Linked DNA regions of Mus musculus: region 1 is linked to region 2. Evidence: chromatin contacts called from public Hi-C data. All regions are on one chromosome and are shown on one strand. The core of a region is the stretch at or near the end of the contact, and the rest is flanking DNA. Distances in the headings are between cores, read along the strand shown. Region 1 holds the start of Lcp1 (lymphocyte cytosolic protein 1). Region 2 overlaps Rubcnl (RUN and cysteine rich domain containing beclin 1 interacting protein like).

Region 1 (2,700 bases), core at 135-2,634, 100 kb after region 2:
TTTGGAAGTGCTTTGCAATAATTTTAGTAGAGTGTCAATAGCAGCTCGTCCTCTTCAACAGCCCAAAAGACTGTGTGCTTCTCAAATCTCCCATTCTGCTTTATTCTTACTGTCTGAATTGAACACATGTTTCCCTTGTAAGTGTGTTAAAGACTACAGATTGTGTAAGGGGGTGATAACGGCCACTTAGGTTTAGTTGAGCAGAGGTTGCCTGGACATGCAATGGCAGTGGTATTCTGTGTGGAGGACCTTTGGGTCTTTTGCCTCAGTTGGACAACTGCAGCAGTATCCTCACTCTTGTGGCCACGTACTTGACAATGATGCCGCAGTTCTGTTGCCTTTCCACTTCTGTATTGCACTCAGATCAGAACTTTTTAATCAGGACTGACATTAATGAATGTTCTAGGATACTGCTTCTCGGTCTAGCTCATGTGGCAGCCTTCCTTGTTGATACAAGAAGGCTCCTTCCATTACTCTGGCAGTGATACCAGCTGTGGTAAGTCTCAGCAACAGAAGAGGCATCCCGGAGCCTGAGGAAAAAAGCTGGAGGGTTGTTCTTCTCTTGCCTGTGCTTCTAAGCAAAGTGGCTTTACTTTCCTAATGTTCACATGCTAGGCTCTGCACAGACTTGCTTTCAAGAGCGGATTCTAAAGCAGTAGGAATTTGCTTACAGCCCACCAAACGGCATCACTTGTGCCTTGAGACTTAGTCTGTGCCCCAACTTTACACTGGCGTCGTGGAAACCTTGGCTAGCCATTGCTGAAGGGGTACCTCCCTCACATTCCAGAACTCTACACACACGAACTCTTTCAACCCACCCCAAGAATCAGACCATAATAAAATAGCTGTAAGGTAGCACAGGTGAGCAAGGACGGAATGATCCCTTTTTATTCAGCTCCAAGTCCATACCTGGATTCAACGCATTAAAGAGATCACTTCCTGAGGATTTGTAATGGGGTGTATCACTTTACAAAGGTGTTACTGGGGAGAAGAAAACCCTCTCTACTTTCTCAGGTGGGGTGTTTGTAGTGCATACTTGTGGGGCGCTTGATGTCTTCAGTGAAGACTACAAATGTATAAAGAATAAAATAACACAGACAGGGACACTGATGACCCTGGTATTTGGAAAAGGCCGAGAGCTATATCCTGAAGCAACAGAAAGTAGAACGAGGGGGTTAATGTCCAGCTCTGCTTAGTAGAAATTATTTAGTTAGGGACAAGAAGGACCGGTTTTACTATTCTTGTACTGTGAGCTATTGTGATCTTAAAGCCATTCCTAAGGACTTGGCACGTCTCAGAACATGTGTTCCCCTTGCTTATGTCTATTTCCAAAGGGGAAAGAGTTCTCTGGGAGAGGTATCTTATGTAATGCACAGAGACATTAGCCTGATGGGGCTTTGAAAGCTTCAAGAGCCTCCTCCTATGGCGGAGGCTGGGATTTGTAAACAAGCTGTCCATAGGCTGTGGCTAAAGGAATAAGGAAACTTGAAGGGAAAGGGCTCCAGAGGAAGTAGACAGGAGGCCGGAATAATAGACTTCTCTCAAGTGACCTCCACCCCGCAGAAACAAATGTGCAAAGATCAACAGACGGGCTGATTCCAGGTATCTCGGTTATGTCTCTAAAGTAGGAGGGAAGGGTTTTTGCTGAGGACAGGAGGAAGCGAGGGAAACTGGTTCTCTCTGCGGAGGTCATATCGACTTCGCCAGATACAGGCTCCAGATTTCGCCTTCTGAAACGGGGAGAAGGAAGTGGGTTTGTGGCTCACTTTGAACAGAGGGTGCGTTTCTCACGCGTACACACCTGACGTTTCCATGAGAAAGCTTACCGAGTCATCCGTAGCACAGCTCCCTTCGGTCTCTGTAGAAAGGTGCGGGAGAGGAAGTGGGAACTGTCATGCTTTGTCCGTCTAGAGGCAAACAGCTGCGGTTGCTTCACCTCACTGACCCCGTTTCCTTGCCTGTAAGAACTTTTCTCTATTCGTGGTCTATGATTCTATCAGAAATTTCTACCCAAGCAATTCTTAATCACTTGCTCGCGGTGTAGATGAATAATGGTTGAATTTGTTGGATTTTTCACCTATCCTGGTGTTGGAATACAAATGCCGTTATCTCTATTCAACATTCAAGGACTATACTGGGTGATTTTTTGATTTAAATAATATTTAATCAAGCTTTGGTGGGTGGAATCATTCGTGTGATTTAGTGGCAAAGCCAGGTTTTTATTTTGTAGATTTTAATCAGGTCCTCCTCACCCTGCCTTCTCCAACTCCCTTAATTTTAATTGCCAATTAATTTTGTTTGTTGGGAAAACTACCTTGAAAGTGTAAAAAGTAAGTCACCTTCCTCTTCCTTCTCCTTCTTTTCTTCTTCTCCTCTTCATTCTTCTCTTCCTTTTCTTCTACGTCTCGACTGCCAATGTTTGGTATGAAGCATTGCAGGAGAGATATAGGTATACGTATATACATGCACACATACATGTATGTGCTTATATATAAACATATCACTTTGTATGATGTAACAAGATCATCATTTTTGTCAATTCAGGTTTTCCTCTTGAGCTTGTTCTCAGACATCCTGTGGAGCAGAAAGTAGGAATGACCTTATGTTTTCAATACAAGCTGTGGTTTTGTAGGCTTAGCATCTTGATTCTCAGTCTGGCCAGATATTATTTATAAGATGCTGAACTGGGGAATATGAGAG
Region 2 (2,773 bases), core at 67-2,566:
CTGCTTCAAGTAGTTTGGAAAATATTTTGTAGTTTTCAGGATAAAGAGGAGCTTTCAGATACAGAGGTTGCTGATGGAAAGGTGAGGTTGCTGCTAGATTGGCCTTTCTCCACATAAACAAACCATCATGATAACAAGTTATTACAAGCCACTGATTGATAATGACTCTGAGCCCAAACCCACTTGTCATAGCCTTGTGCAACAAGAAGTTCTTTAACTTAGTGTTATTTTGCCTCTTTGTCTTTCTCCTAGAAAAGCAATGGTACAAAGTGAGCCCCCAAGCCAAGTCTTGCCTTTTGTCTGAAGGCAGCGTTTCCCCACAATCCTTATCGGTACCTTTAAAAGCTGTCCAGTGTTTTTTTGAGGTGTTCTTCTGTTTGCTTTTAAGCCAGACTCTCACTCTGTGTAGCAGACTGGTCTTAGACTGCCAGAAAGACTGGTCTTTCTTAGACGGAAGGAAGTTCTCACTTCACGTCCTGAGTGACAAGATCATAGGAGTGAGCCATCATACCTGACAAGACTCTCGAGAGTCATTCTATGGAATTAAGAAACAAAAGTCCAGAGTTACAGGTTTTCTCTTCCTTTATGTAGAGCAGCATAAGGGGGGGGAGCAAATATTGGTCACTAAGGCACGGGATTTCCTATGACACCCACATCTCTAATGGCAGCTGTGGGACCTTCTTGTGTGGATGGAAGCATTTCCTGAGGCTGTAGGAACAATATCCTGGGTTCTACTGCTTGAACAGAATCTACATGTTTACAAAATACCCTCTCTCTCTCTCTCTCTCTCTCTCTCTCTCTCTCTCTCTCTCTCTCTCTCTCTCTGTCTCCTTATGGAATAACAGGTAATAATCCCAACTCAAGGCAGGAGAGATTTCGTGACCAAGGCCTAACAGGTCTGGGCACCCTCTCTTGCTTTTTCCTCTGCACTCAGGTCTTTACGTGTAGCTTAGGGGTCAAAATTCTGCCAGCTTCATGTTTTTGTTGAAAAAGACAAACCAGCAATTTAGTTTCATCACCCCTTCTAGTTACAGTGGCAGGATGCTTGGCAGAGATGGTGAACGATTCCCACATCCAAGCCTCTGAAATATTTACCTCAGTGAAGAGGTCTCTCTAGTCTTCCATTTCTGACTGACTTTGTTCAACAGGAAGTATTGGGGTGACACTTCCTGCATTTGTCTGGCATCTGAGAACCCACAGTTCCCCAAACATTGGCAGCATCTCTTAATTTATCAGGTCAGGACAGCATAGCTCTTTTGACTGTCCGGAAATCTCACTTCCGTCCCAGGCTGCAGTTAGCAGTTATGTGATAGGAACAACTTGCATTGGTGTTGCCTGTTGCCAGTAAGGAGTGGGTGAGGGTGTAAGATTGGATGACACAGCACAGTGGTCCGAGCTTGACTGAAGCCCTGTTTGCTGTCAGATGACATTGTGTGTGCAACAGGAAGTTTGGGGCAGGTTGCCACCAGCTAAGGAAGTGCTGGGGAAGTGATCCTGTAGTCATTTTTGTAAAGAATTGTTTGTTTATTTATTTCATGTATATGAGTACACTGTAGCTGTCTTCAGACATACCAGAAGAGGGCATCATATCCCATTACAGATGGTTGTGAGCCACCATGTGATTGCTGGGAACTGAACTCAGGATCTCTGGAGAGCAGTCAGTGCTCTTAACCACTGTGCCATCCCTCCAGAGTTTATTTAGGGCATGGAGAAGGGAGTTGGGGGTGGGGGCCAGGGTAGTAGAGACAGAGAAAGGCAGAGAGAGAGAGAGAGAGAGAGAGAGAGAGAGAGAGAGAGAGAGAGAGAGAGAGGAGGAGGAGGAGGAGGAGGAGGAGGAGGCAAGCCACCCTTTTTATAGTGAGTTAGGTAGCCTGGCTATTGCCAGGTAACTGTGGGGCAGGGCCTACAAGGAAACCCCACAATTTTCCCCATATTTGTTCTTTGTGTGTGTTTTTCTTTTGTATTGTGGGAGTTCACCTGTGCGCATGTATATGTGGAGGCCAGAAGTCAAAGTCACGTGTCTTCCTCTGCGCTTCTCTCAGTTCTCCCCCCCCCCACCCCCCCCCAACACACACACTTTTGGAGACAGAGCCTCTCACTGAATCTGCAGCTCACTAATTTTCTAACCCAGCAGGCTACGAAGCCCCAGGGTTCCTCCTGTCTCCACCGCTACACTACTGGGTTAACCAGTGCCTGATGCAATAGGAGCTTGAACTCAGGTCCTCAGTGTTGCCTAGCAAGCACTTTATTGACGGAGCCATCTCATTTCTCCATGTTTAATGGCTCGCTGTGTTGGCAGGTGATGCTCGGAGCAGCAGCAGAAGCCATGCTTGGAATTTCTTCCCACTAGAGACGTTCATGCTGCCCGCTGATGTAGAAAAGGTGAGCGCCTCTCAGCCACAGAGGGCCTGAGTCTGTCAGTAGTGGTGCGCGATGTGATCATGGAAACCACCCTGACGCAGTACAGCCTAAGAGGTTCTTTTCAATATTTGATGGAGGCCGCCAGGGGCGCTAAACTGAAGTCTTCAGGCACGGTGTGCTCAGTTGTGCATGACTAAGGAGCTAAGTCAGGTTCTGGGCTCTATCCACCGAGGGTGTTCTATCATAAGACATGCAACTTGGTGGTTGGGATGGGGCTCAGTAGTAGAGCGCTTACTTTGCATATATGATGTTGTGTTTTAATCTCCAGTCCTGAGAAATAAATCAATTTAGTTTGGTATATCTGTGTCTCTGGATGTATTTTTCATCATCTAGTTAGATCAAGTTATTTTTA

What was found. Hi-C and Micro-C count contacts between places; a contact is called where the count stands out from the background.
Region 1: a contact with region 2 is called in a Hi-C map of B cells, with 2.2 times the contacts expected there. The contact joins the promoter of Lcp1 here to the enhancer-like site in region 2. A contact is called at or near these places in 2 of 39 promoter capture datasets (macrophages and neutrophils), 3 of 484 Hi-C or Micro-C datasets (B cells, muscle stem cells and nephron progenitors), 2 of 115 datasets of contacts at active chromatin or transcription factors (both in bone marrow-derived macrophages) and 2 of 9 other capture datasets (adipose tissue and liver).

What each region holds. Positions count from the first base shown.
Region 1 is chr14:75,135,041-75,137,740 of GRCm38.p6, forward strand. Lcp1 (lymphocyte cytosolic protein 1) reads left to right here and starts at 1,385. Exons shown (of 17, transcript NM_008879.4): 1 at 1,385-1,602. It overlaps Gm15628 (a long non-coding RNA gene), which reads right to left and starts at 2,074. Exons shown (of 2, transcript XR_383590.3): 1 at 1,827-2,074; 2 at 849-1,730.
Region 2 is chr14:75,033,120-75,035,892 of GRCm38.p6, forward strand. Rubcnl (RUN and cysteine rich domain containing beclin 1 interacting protein like) reads left to right here. Exons shown (of 14, transcript NM_198642.2): 3 at 2,300-2,382. Among named protein-coding and RNA genes, the nearest start is that of Rubcnl, 18 kb to the left of the region's middle. Within about 2 kb of position 1,317, at least 118 of the 459 cell types and tissues checked have an H3K27ac peak or open chromatin away from gene starts, as enhancers often do. A contact at or near this core is called in B cells, bone marrow-derived macrophages and neutrophils, where this site is marked.